Regions from separate parts of the Sus scrofa genome. Here all the other regions are linked to region 3. Evidence: chromatin contacts called from public Hi-C and HiChIP or PLAC-seq data. All regions are on one chromosome and are shown on one strand. The core of a region is the stretch at or near the end of the contact, and the rest is flanking DNA. Distances in the headings are between cores, read along the strand shown. Region 1 holds the start of PSMC3IP (homologous-pairing protein 2 homolog). Region 2 holds the start of COASY (Coenzyme A synthase). Region 3 holds the start of AARSD1 (alanyl-tRNA editing protein Aarsd1).

What was found. Hi-C and Micro-C count contacts between places; a contact is called where the count stands out from the background. HiChIP or PLAC-seq counts read pairs in DNA pulled down with a chosen protein or histone mark.
Region 1: a Hi-C map of alveolar macrophages shows a contact between it and region 3, with 1.9 times the contacts expected there. The contact joins the promoter of PSMC3IP here to the promoter of AARSD1 in region 3. A contact is called at or near these places in 2 of 5 promoter capture datasets (fetal liver and liver), 6 of 47 Hi-C or Micro-C datasets (alveolar macrophages, embryonic fibroblasts, fetal skeletal muscle and 3 more) and 1 of 2 datasets of contacts at active chromatin or transcription factors (alveolar macrophages).
Region 2: a contact with region 3 is called in an H3K27ac HiChIP or PLAC-seq map of alveolar macrophages. The contact joins the promoter of COASY here to the promoter of AARSD1 in region 3. A contact is called at or near these places in 2 of 5 promoter capture datasets (fetal liver and liver) and 2 of 2 datasets of contacts at active chromatin or transcription factors (alveolar macrophages and skeletal muscle).

Annotation. Positions count from the first base shown.
Region 1 is chr12:20,242,728-20,245,600 of Sscrofa11.1, forward strand. It overlaps PSMC3IP (homologous-pairing protein 2 homolog), which reads left to right and starts at 1,516. Exons shown (of 8, transcript XM_003131397.5): 1 at 1,516-1,626; 2 at 1,718-1,818; 3 at 1,998-2,087. The coding sequence starts at 1,593. It overlaps RETREG3 (protein FAM134C), which reads left to right. Exons shown (of 9, transcript XM_003131384.4): 9 at 1-572.
Region 2 is chr12:20,261,316-20,264,015 of Sscrofa11.1, forward strand. COASY (Coenzyme A synthase) reads right to left here and starts at 1,417. Exons shown (of 10, transcript NM_213789.1): 1 at 1,350-1,417; 2 at 234-941. The coding sequence starts at 930.
Region 3 is chr12:19,916,773-19,919,703 of Sscrofa11.1, forward strand. It overlaps AARSD1 (alanyl-tRNA editing protein Aarsd1), which reads left to right and starts at 1,463. Exons shown (of 12, transcript XM_021066968.1): 1 at 1,463-1,621; 2 at 1,747-1,878; 3 at 2,261-2,420; 4 at 2,917-2,931. The coding sequence starts at 1,583.

The DNA of each region.
Region 1 (2,873 bases), core at 266-2,765, 330 kb after region 3:
AGCCACTCTTCTGCCCTCTTCCCCTCTGCATTAACCCTTTGCTGATCCTCAGGGACCACTCCCCCAACACCCCCATACCTGGGTGAGGGATGTTGGACAGAGCCCATTTCCATGTGCTGCAGCTGGGAGTGCACTAACATGTTTGCTCTTGGTTGATGGACAAGTTAGAGGCCAGGGAGTGAAAATAGTCAACAGTGAGAAGGGAGAAGAGCTAGGTATCTGATTCATAGTCCCTTCCCTTTGTGTGAAGGTTAGGTAGCAGCCTCTCCCCACTTTAGGGTTCTCACTTTGGACACCTTCTCTCTTCTAAGAGCCCAGATGTCTTACAGGTGAGCTCTGACGTGGAGGTGTGGGAAAGGAGTGGGATTTTGTGTGTTTGCATGAGTGTGTGTAGCTTCAGGCCTTGGCAGTTGGTAAGAGGGAGGGGAAGGAAGGAGAGCACAATCTTTGGAAGGTGTTTCGTGTACCTGCGGATCCTGCTCTGAATCTCCTTAATCCTCCACTGTGAATTGGGATGGGGATGAGGGTGGGAGGGGTGCTGGGGAATAAATCTTGTATGAGAACATCTTTAAGAGACTGATGTTGAATGGTTTCTTATCCTTGATAGGCCTTCTTTTGTTAATCTGAACTGAGATGACATGAGCATAGCGGACTCTTGGCTGGCATCTAGCCTGCAGTTCCATCATTCTAATTCTTACTATCATCGCCTAAACGCGTGATGATAAGTACAGGTTTCAAAGACTTAATGAAATTTTGGGTAGCAGAAGGCTTGAAAAAGCACCGTGCCCCTCAGGCTTGTTTGAGCTGCAGGAACAGCTGCTCTTTGGCCTTTGGCTGACCTCAGAAACTAGAAATACTTATTTCAGGCTTTGTCCATTTGGCCACGGTGGGCAGGAGTGGAAAGCACCTGCCAGGTGTTGTCATAAGACCGCCACAAGGAAACTTCTACAAGCTTTGTGGCTTAAGAGCAGCTCCCAACACTCCCTTCAACCACAGCAATGTGCTGAGCGCCCCCTGTGTGCGAAGCTCGGTATCGGGCAAATAGAGGCAGCGTTACTCCTTCTAGGGTGTTTCACGGTCTTCACAACCCACTCCTGCAGGCACCTCTTGTTCTTATCTTACAGAAGTTAAGGGTAACCGACGGGAAGCCTTGGCCTGTAGGACGGGGCACGTCCTTGGATAACTGGCCCTGTGACCTTAAGCAACTCGCTTGCCAAGCGGGAGTTGATATTGGAGGTCTCTTCCCATTTGAACACTGCCCATTTAGGTTCTCGAGTGTTCGGTGGCTGCTGGAACTGGGTCCCTAAACTTTGGGGCATGATTCCCTGCCGCCCTGGTTCGGAGTGGAGCAAGGGAGAGATTCCAAGCACGCGCCCCGCTTCCCACGATGAGACCTGGACCCCCGCGGCCAGAGCCGCGCCGGAGCGCCGGGCCGGGGCGAACTACGGTGCCCGGGAGGGGCCGCTGCGCTCCTCGCGAAGCTTTCCCTGCGCCAATCACCGCCCGAGGCCCGCCCAGCCCGTGGCCGGAAGGGGCCGTTGCCCCGAGTAATTGCAACTTCCGGCTTTCTGAGTTTGGCGGCGGGAAAAACCATGAGTAAAGGCCGGGCGGAAGCCGCGGCGGGAGGTAACGGCTTTGCCCCCTGGAAGACCTGGGAGAGGGCGGGCAGGGGTCGGTTGAGGGGCCCCCCACCCCACTGCCTCTTCTCTTTCCGTAGCCCCCGGGATCCTGCTGAAATACCTGCAGGAGCAGAATCGGCCCTACAGCGCCCAGGACGTGTTCGGGAACCTGCAGCGGGAACACGGACTGGGCAAGGCGGTGAGGACACCCCCGCCCCACTATCAGGATTCCTCCCCTAGAACCCCACGACTCAGCCTGGGGCCCTGCCCTCTCGAGACTGCCATTCTAGCCTTGGGCTTCCTAAGGCTCGTCGGGCGCTTTCCCCATCACTGGTGACATTCACTCCCCCGACTGTTCCACCCCCTCCCCTCTGCCAGGCGGTGGTCAAAGCGCTGGAGCAGCTGGCCCAGCAAGGCAAGATCAAAGAGAAGGTGTACGGCAAGCAGAAGATATACTTTGCAGACCAGGTGAGGGAAACCGGCGCAGATTAGCACCTCGGTGAGAGCTCGGCATTAGGTGAATCAGTCCCTAGTATGAATTCTCCATGAAACTCAGCGGTCTTACACCATTAAAAGGGTCCTAGCCGGCCTTTAAGTCAAAGCGTGCACTGCCTTTGCTGTGATCCAAACTGAAGGAGGTTTCCAGACTTGAAATGTGATAGGTTACAGAAGATCCTGAATTGTTGCTATGGACATCTGTTTACGCGTGGAAGTTCTAATTCCCAATCATCTAATGAGGACCACCTCTGTCAGATTATTTTCCTTCTGTCTCCACCCCCTCCTTAAACACACACATTAACTTTGAATCTCTAACCCAGATCTCCACCTGGATGCCTTTCAGTCCCTTCAGAGCCCTCATCACCAAAGTAGAATGCCTCATCTCGCTCCTAAACTGGCTCCTGTTACATTCTTCTCCCTTAATGGAATTATTCTGCATGGAGGCCAGAAACTGGGGAGTCTTTTTTTTTTTTTTTTTTCTTTTTAGGGCTGCACCTGGGGCATGTGGAAGCTCTCAGGCTAAGGGTTGAATTGGAGCTGTACCTGCTGGCCTGTACCATGGTTACAGCCACACCAGATTTGAGCTGCATCTGCAACCTACATTGCAGCTCACAGTGGCAATGCCAGGTTCCTGACCCACTGAGCAAAGCCAGGGATAGAACCCACACCCTCATGGGTACTAGTTAGATTTGTTTCCGCTGTGCCACCGCGGGAACTCCTGCGGAGTCATTTTTAACTTATTTCACGTGCTGAGTC
Region 2 (2,700 bases), core at 167-2,666, 340 kb after region 3:
CAGATTCCTTGGCTCCACATTTGGGGGAATCCTGATTGGTGACTAGACCACACACCTAGAAAGCTGCATTTATTCATTTAAAAAATGTCCTCAGCATGAACTGAGTGCCACGCACGGTTACATGTGCGAAGGGGCAGGAAGTACTGGACCACCCTACTCTTCCTCAGTCTTGGCCTGGGGTTGGGGGTGGGGTGGGGGTAAAACTGCCCTAATCCAGGGTCTCTCTCACTCACTCTTCAACAGGTCTTTGTCTGCCACTCCCACCACAAGCTGCTCCTGGGCTAGGATGCAGGCCACACTGAGCAACACTTTGTGGGCATTGTGTAGGCGGTCAAAGGTGCCACCTACAGCCCCTCGCTGGTGGCCACGCACTGGTTGCTTTGCAGACCTGGCCACGGGGGAGGCCGGCCTGATGGTGGAGGGTAAAGGGACATCTAGGGGCTGCACAGGCAGCATTCCGGGCCCATAATCGGGGTATAGCAGCACCGAAGACAGCTGCGGACAACAGCTGTAACAGCTGGTGGCATAACGCTCTAGCTGTTGCTTGACCGGGTTGTACTGGCTTCCATCCAGGGTCTGGAAGTCAGTCAGCACTACTTCCGGTGGGTGGGCCAGGTTCTGGACCGAGCTAGGCAGGGGAGGGAGAAAGCTCTTGGTTCGGATATTGGTCAGCAAAATTCTGACGTCCAGGTGCCTGTGGAGATCGGCGCCAGCATAGAGGTGCGTGATGAAATCGATAACTTCAAATGTGGCCTGCACGGGGCTAGACTGGGGCTGAGCCGGGCCCCCCAGGTTCATGCCGGGCTGCAGGTGTACATAGAGCGTGTGATTCACAAGCCGGGCCGCCGAGGTCAGGATGGGGGCCAGGCGAGGGACCAGGGAGGCCAGCGGCGTTGTCAGCACCAGGAGGCCCGATCGGAATACAGCCATGATGGCCCGGCCTGTGGACGGTCAAGGAGACAAGGCGAGGGTGACTGAGAGCTATGTGGCTGAGGCCGAAGACAACTGGGGGACCTGGACCTAAGAGGAGGGACGTGGACCTAAGAGAGGGGACTTGGACCAGGGACGGGGTCTCAGGGCGGACTGAGAGAGACCCGGGGGAGGGGACAGGGCCCAGGAAACGGCGCCTCGGGGCTACGCTCTAAATCTCGGTTTATCAACTCAGATGGAGCAGTGAATTCGCAGAATTGAATCGAAAACTTGGGAGGAGTGAAATAGGCAGGAGCTGCTAAGTCATTAGGCTGGGGATTCAGAAATCCTGGGCGCTCTTGATAATCACCAATATCTTCAAGGAATCGGAGGAGGGGACTAGAGGGGGCCGCTGAGGTTCGGGTCGGTCCCCTACTTACTGAGACCTCCGGACTTTGGTTCCGCGTGCACCACCGCGGAGTCTTCCCCCGCCGCGACCCGTTAACACTAGTTCCGGCGCTGCGACTCCGAGCTACGGAACCTGGAAAAGGCCAAAAATCTCAACTTTGGTGAGTCGAGGGATTCTCGCGAGATTTTTCATGGAGCGGGGCGCCTGCCTTTGCAGAGAGGCGGAGCTCGGTAGTTGGGAGGTGGCGTGAGACCACATTTAGAGAATCTGACGTGCCTGGACTAATAGAGCAAGGTCGGCTGGAAAGCCCGTTTCACGGGTGCCCTTCAGACTCTGAGAGAAGAGACTGGCTTTAGCTAGGTCACCCAGGAGACAGCGGCTAAAGTAGAACTAACAACTGGCTTCCCCTCTTAATAAATCGCGGGGACGGCGGTGGAGGTTATAGGGTAGTACTTAAATTAGGGCTTGGTGTCCCCAGCCCAGCGACTGGCGTCCTCCCAGTCTAGGATCCTCATGTGCGAGATCACAGAACCGTCCCCCCCACACACACCCCTGTGCCACCACCCAGTTTCACAGATGGAGAAATTGAGGTCCTGTATGTTCCAGGGATATTTAGGGAGGTGAGGACCGAGGTCATGTGCCGTGGCTCCCGTGCAGTACTCCCCACATCACCCAGAGTTAGTGATACGCCAGTTTTCCAGAGATAATAGCAGGAAAGCTCTGTGTGGGAGCTCAGTAGAGCTGCCAGAAGGTAGACCTTGTGAACAGGAGAAAGGAGAGACTTAGTGGCAAGGGTTTACCTAATGAGCGCTGGAGAGGGTGGAATTGGCAGTCGTCCTCGAGAAGCAAAGCCAAGTTGCCATCTGGGAAATTGCAGTAATGTGCTGTGGTTTATTTTCCCAAACTAAATAAATGCTCACTTTCATACTTAATTTTGTTTTTGTTTTTTGTTTTTTTTTTTTGTATTATTCCTAAAGAGGTCTCCCCAAATGTATATGCCTCTGGCCCCACAGAACCTGGATCTAATCCTAGAGTCAAGGATGGAAGAGTTATAAGGACTTAAGGACTTGAGGCCAAGCTTTTTTTCTTTTTTTTTTTTGCCTTGCCTGTGGCATGTGGAAGTTCCCGGGCCAGGGATCGAAGCCAGGCCACAGCACTGACCCAAGTCACAGCAGTGACAATGCTGGATCCTTAATGTGGTGAGGCACGAGGGAACTCTGAGACCACAATTTTCGCAAAGATATCTTAAGCTGAGTTTTACAGGACCCAATTGAAGACGCAAACTGCACACTTTCAGGAAATTCCCTGAGACATATGGACACACAGTCTCATATGCCTGCAGAGTCACTGTTCGAGGAGGTCATCTGGTGGACATGACCGCC
Region 3 (2,931 bases), core at 213-2,712:
TATCTGTAGGGTAAATTTCTAGAAGTGGAATTGCTATCACCCTCATATCAACATACCCACAATTCTGAAAACCAAAAACTCTAAATACCAACTTAAAAAAATTAACACCAAAACTCATCTGGCAGGAAAACAAGACCTAAAATGATGTGGAGCTATTTATAGCCTTTGTTTATTCCAGCATAAACATTAATGCGTTTGAATATAAGTGGGTTGCTCCAGAGTGCCAAATGAAACACATTATGTAACACATGGGTATGCTCTGCATTACTGTCTAAAGTCCGAAAAACCTTAAATTCTGAAACATGGAGACTTGAAGATTTTTATTAGTTGATTTAAAGGAGCAGAAAGTTGCAGTTCCCATCGTGGCTCTTTGCTTAACATATACGGTAGGAACCATGAGGTTGTAGGTTCCATCCCTGGCCCTGCTCAGTGGGCCAAGGATCCAGCGTTGCCGTGAGCTGTGGTGTGGGTTGCAGACACGGCTGGGATCCCCAGTTGTTGTGGCTGTGGTGAAGGCCTGCAGCTACAGCTCCGATTCGACCCCTAGCCTCGGAACCTCCATATGCCGCAGGAGCGGCCCAAGAAATGGCAAATAAATAAATAAAAGAGCAGAAAGTTAATTTGAACTTTTTTTTTTTTTTGTCTTTTGTTGTTGTTGTTGCTATTTCTTGGGCCCCTCCCGCGGCATATGGAGGTTCCCAGGCTAGGGGTTGAATGGGAGCTGTAGCCACCGGCCTACGCCAGAGCCACAGCAACGCGGGATCCGAGCTGCGTCTGCAACCTACACCACAGCTCATGGCAACGCCGGATCGTTAACCCACTGAGCAAGAGCAGGGACCGAACCGGCAACCTCATGGTTCCTAGTCGGATTCGTTAACCACTGCGCCACGACGGGAACTCCTAATTTGAACTTTTAATCTCTTTAACGTTGTAAGGCGCTGATTGCAGTTTGACTCCTGTTAACCTTTTTATGCTGTACAATGCGGGAGCACCTGTCACATGTGGTTATTGAGTACTTGAAATGTCCCTAGTCTGCACTGAGATGTACTGTAGATGTAAAATACACACCAGGTTTCGAATTTTTTTTTTTAATGGAGAAAAAAAAAGCCCTCATTTATTTAAAAAGACTTATCATCAGACGAAATAACATTCTGGATAGGTCGATTTAAATTTAAAAAAATTAACATATGTGGCTCGCATTACTTTCCACTGGGCAGCGCTGCCGTGCACCCAAGCCGGTACCAATTCCCACGTCTACCAGCTGGGCTTCTGCGGGGCGGAATTACGTACATTCCTGGGGCCCAAAGTGGCTAAATTAAGTGCTTTGGCAAGTTAGACCGCACTTGTATTTCTTCTTGTTTTCTGGTTCTTTTCAAAGCCTTAAAATTGTTGCTATTTTAATAACCCAGAACACCGACACGTCGCGTTTTCAGTAAGTTTGTCCTAATCGCACACCGTTTTTCCATGTCCTTTTGCGTCTGCGCAGAGACACTCCCGGAATAAAGATTGTCCCGCTTCGCTCTCCGTCCTCGCCAGGCGGCTCCTGTGTGTGCTGATCCCGCCGTTCTAAGAGACTGCACCGATGGCGTTCAGGTGTCAGCGGGACAGCTACGCCAGGGAGGTGCGGCCGGCGGGGCGAGGGAGCTGAGCGGACCGGGCGGTGCAGGCAGGAGGGCGCCACGAGGAGGGAACGCCAAGCTGGGATCAGTCCGGTCGGGACTTACTTTTTCTTCCTTCTTTTCCCAGTTCACCACCACCGTGGTTTCCTGCAGTCCCGCAGAGCTGCAGATCGAAGGAAGCAACGGCAAGAAGGAAGTACTGAGCGGTTTCCAAGTGGTGCTGGAAGACACGCTGCTTTTCCCCGAGGGCGGGGGACAGGTAGCAGACCCGACCCTCCCCCTCCTCTTCCCGCCTCTTGCCTCCCTGGAAGCCAGTAATTCCTTTCTGCTCAGCAGGAAGATGATCTGTTTCTGTGTCCCAGATACAATGAATACAAATGGAAGTTAATTCATTTCAGTTCATTTGTTCATTCAACGGGTTATTTATCAACAAATACATAGGTGTTCAGCGTAAAGAGGACAGGGACAGTCTCCTCATGAAGCAAAAGTACCACTTCACTTGGCCTTGCTCTTTCTTCTCCCCTAGGGAATCTCAAGTTCTGGGTGTGTTTCTCGCATACTCTCCCTAGAGGGTCTTTGTATTCGGGAGTTAAGGTGATCCCTACCTGCTACTACTGATTATCTTTACTTCTTTTCCCCAGCCTGATGACCATGGTACAATCAATGACATCTCTGTGCTGAGAGTGACCCGCCGCGGCGCCCAGGCTGATCATTTCACCCAGACACCCCTGACCCCTGGGACCGAGGTCCAGGTCCGAGTGGACTGGGAGCGGAGGTTTGACCACATGCAGCAGCATTCAGGTAGGTGTGTGGGATGATAGGTGGTTTGGGTTCTCTAGAAGTTAACCTTTTGGAAGGAACAGACGTACTCAGAATCAACTCCAATTCAGGCAGGATGTGATAAGTGCCGTAAAAGCAAAATGAACAGTTGAAGGAAAAATATTAGCATAACGGTTGAATTTGAGTATCACCAGCCATGAGGACGCAGGTTCGATCCCTGGCCTCGCTCAGTGGTCTGAGGATCTGATGTTGCCGTGAGCTGTGGTGTAGGTTGCGGGTGCAGTTTGCATCTGGCGTTGCTGTGGCCAAGGGAGGGGCTCTGATTTGACCCCTAACCTGGGAACCTCCATATGCCTCAGGTGTGGCCCTGAAAAAAAAAAAAAAAAAAAAGGAGCATTACTCACTGTCCTGTACTGCAGGTCTTCAAGGGAAGAAATTCTGTGATGACATTTATGCTGGGATTGTGTGGCTGCCTGGGCTTTTTACTCTTCTCTTGTCTCCTGCTTTCTCTGCTTAGGGCAGCATCTTATCA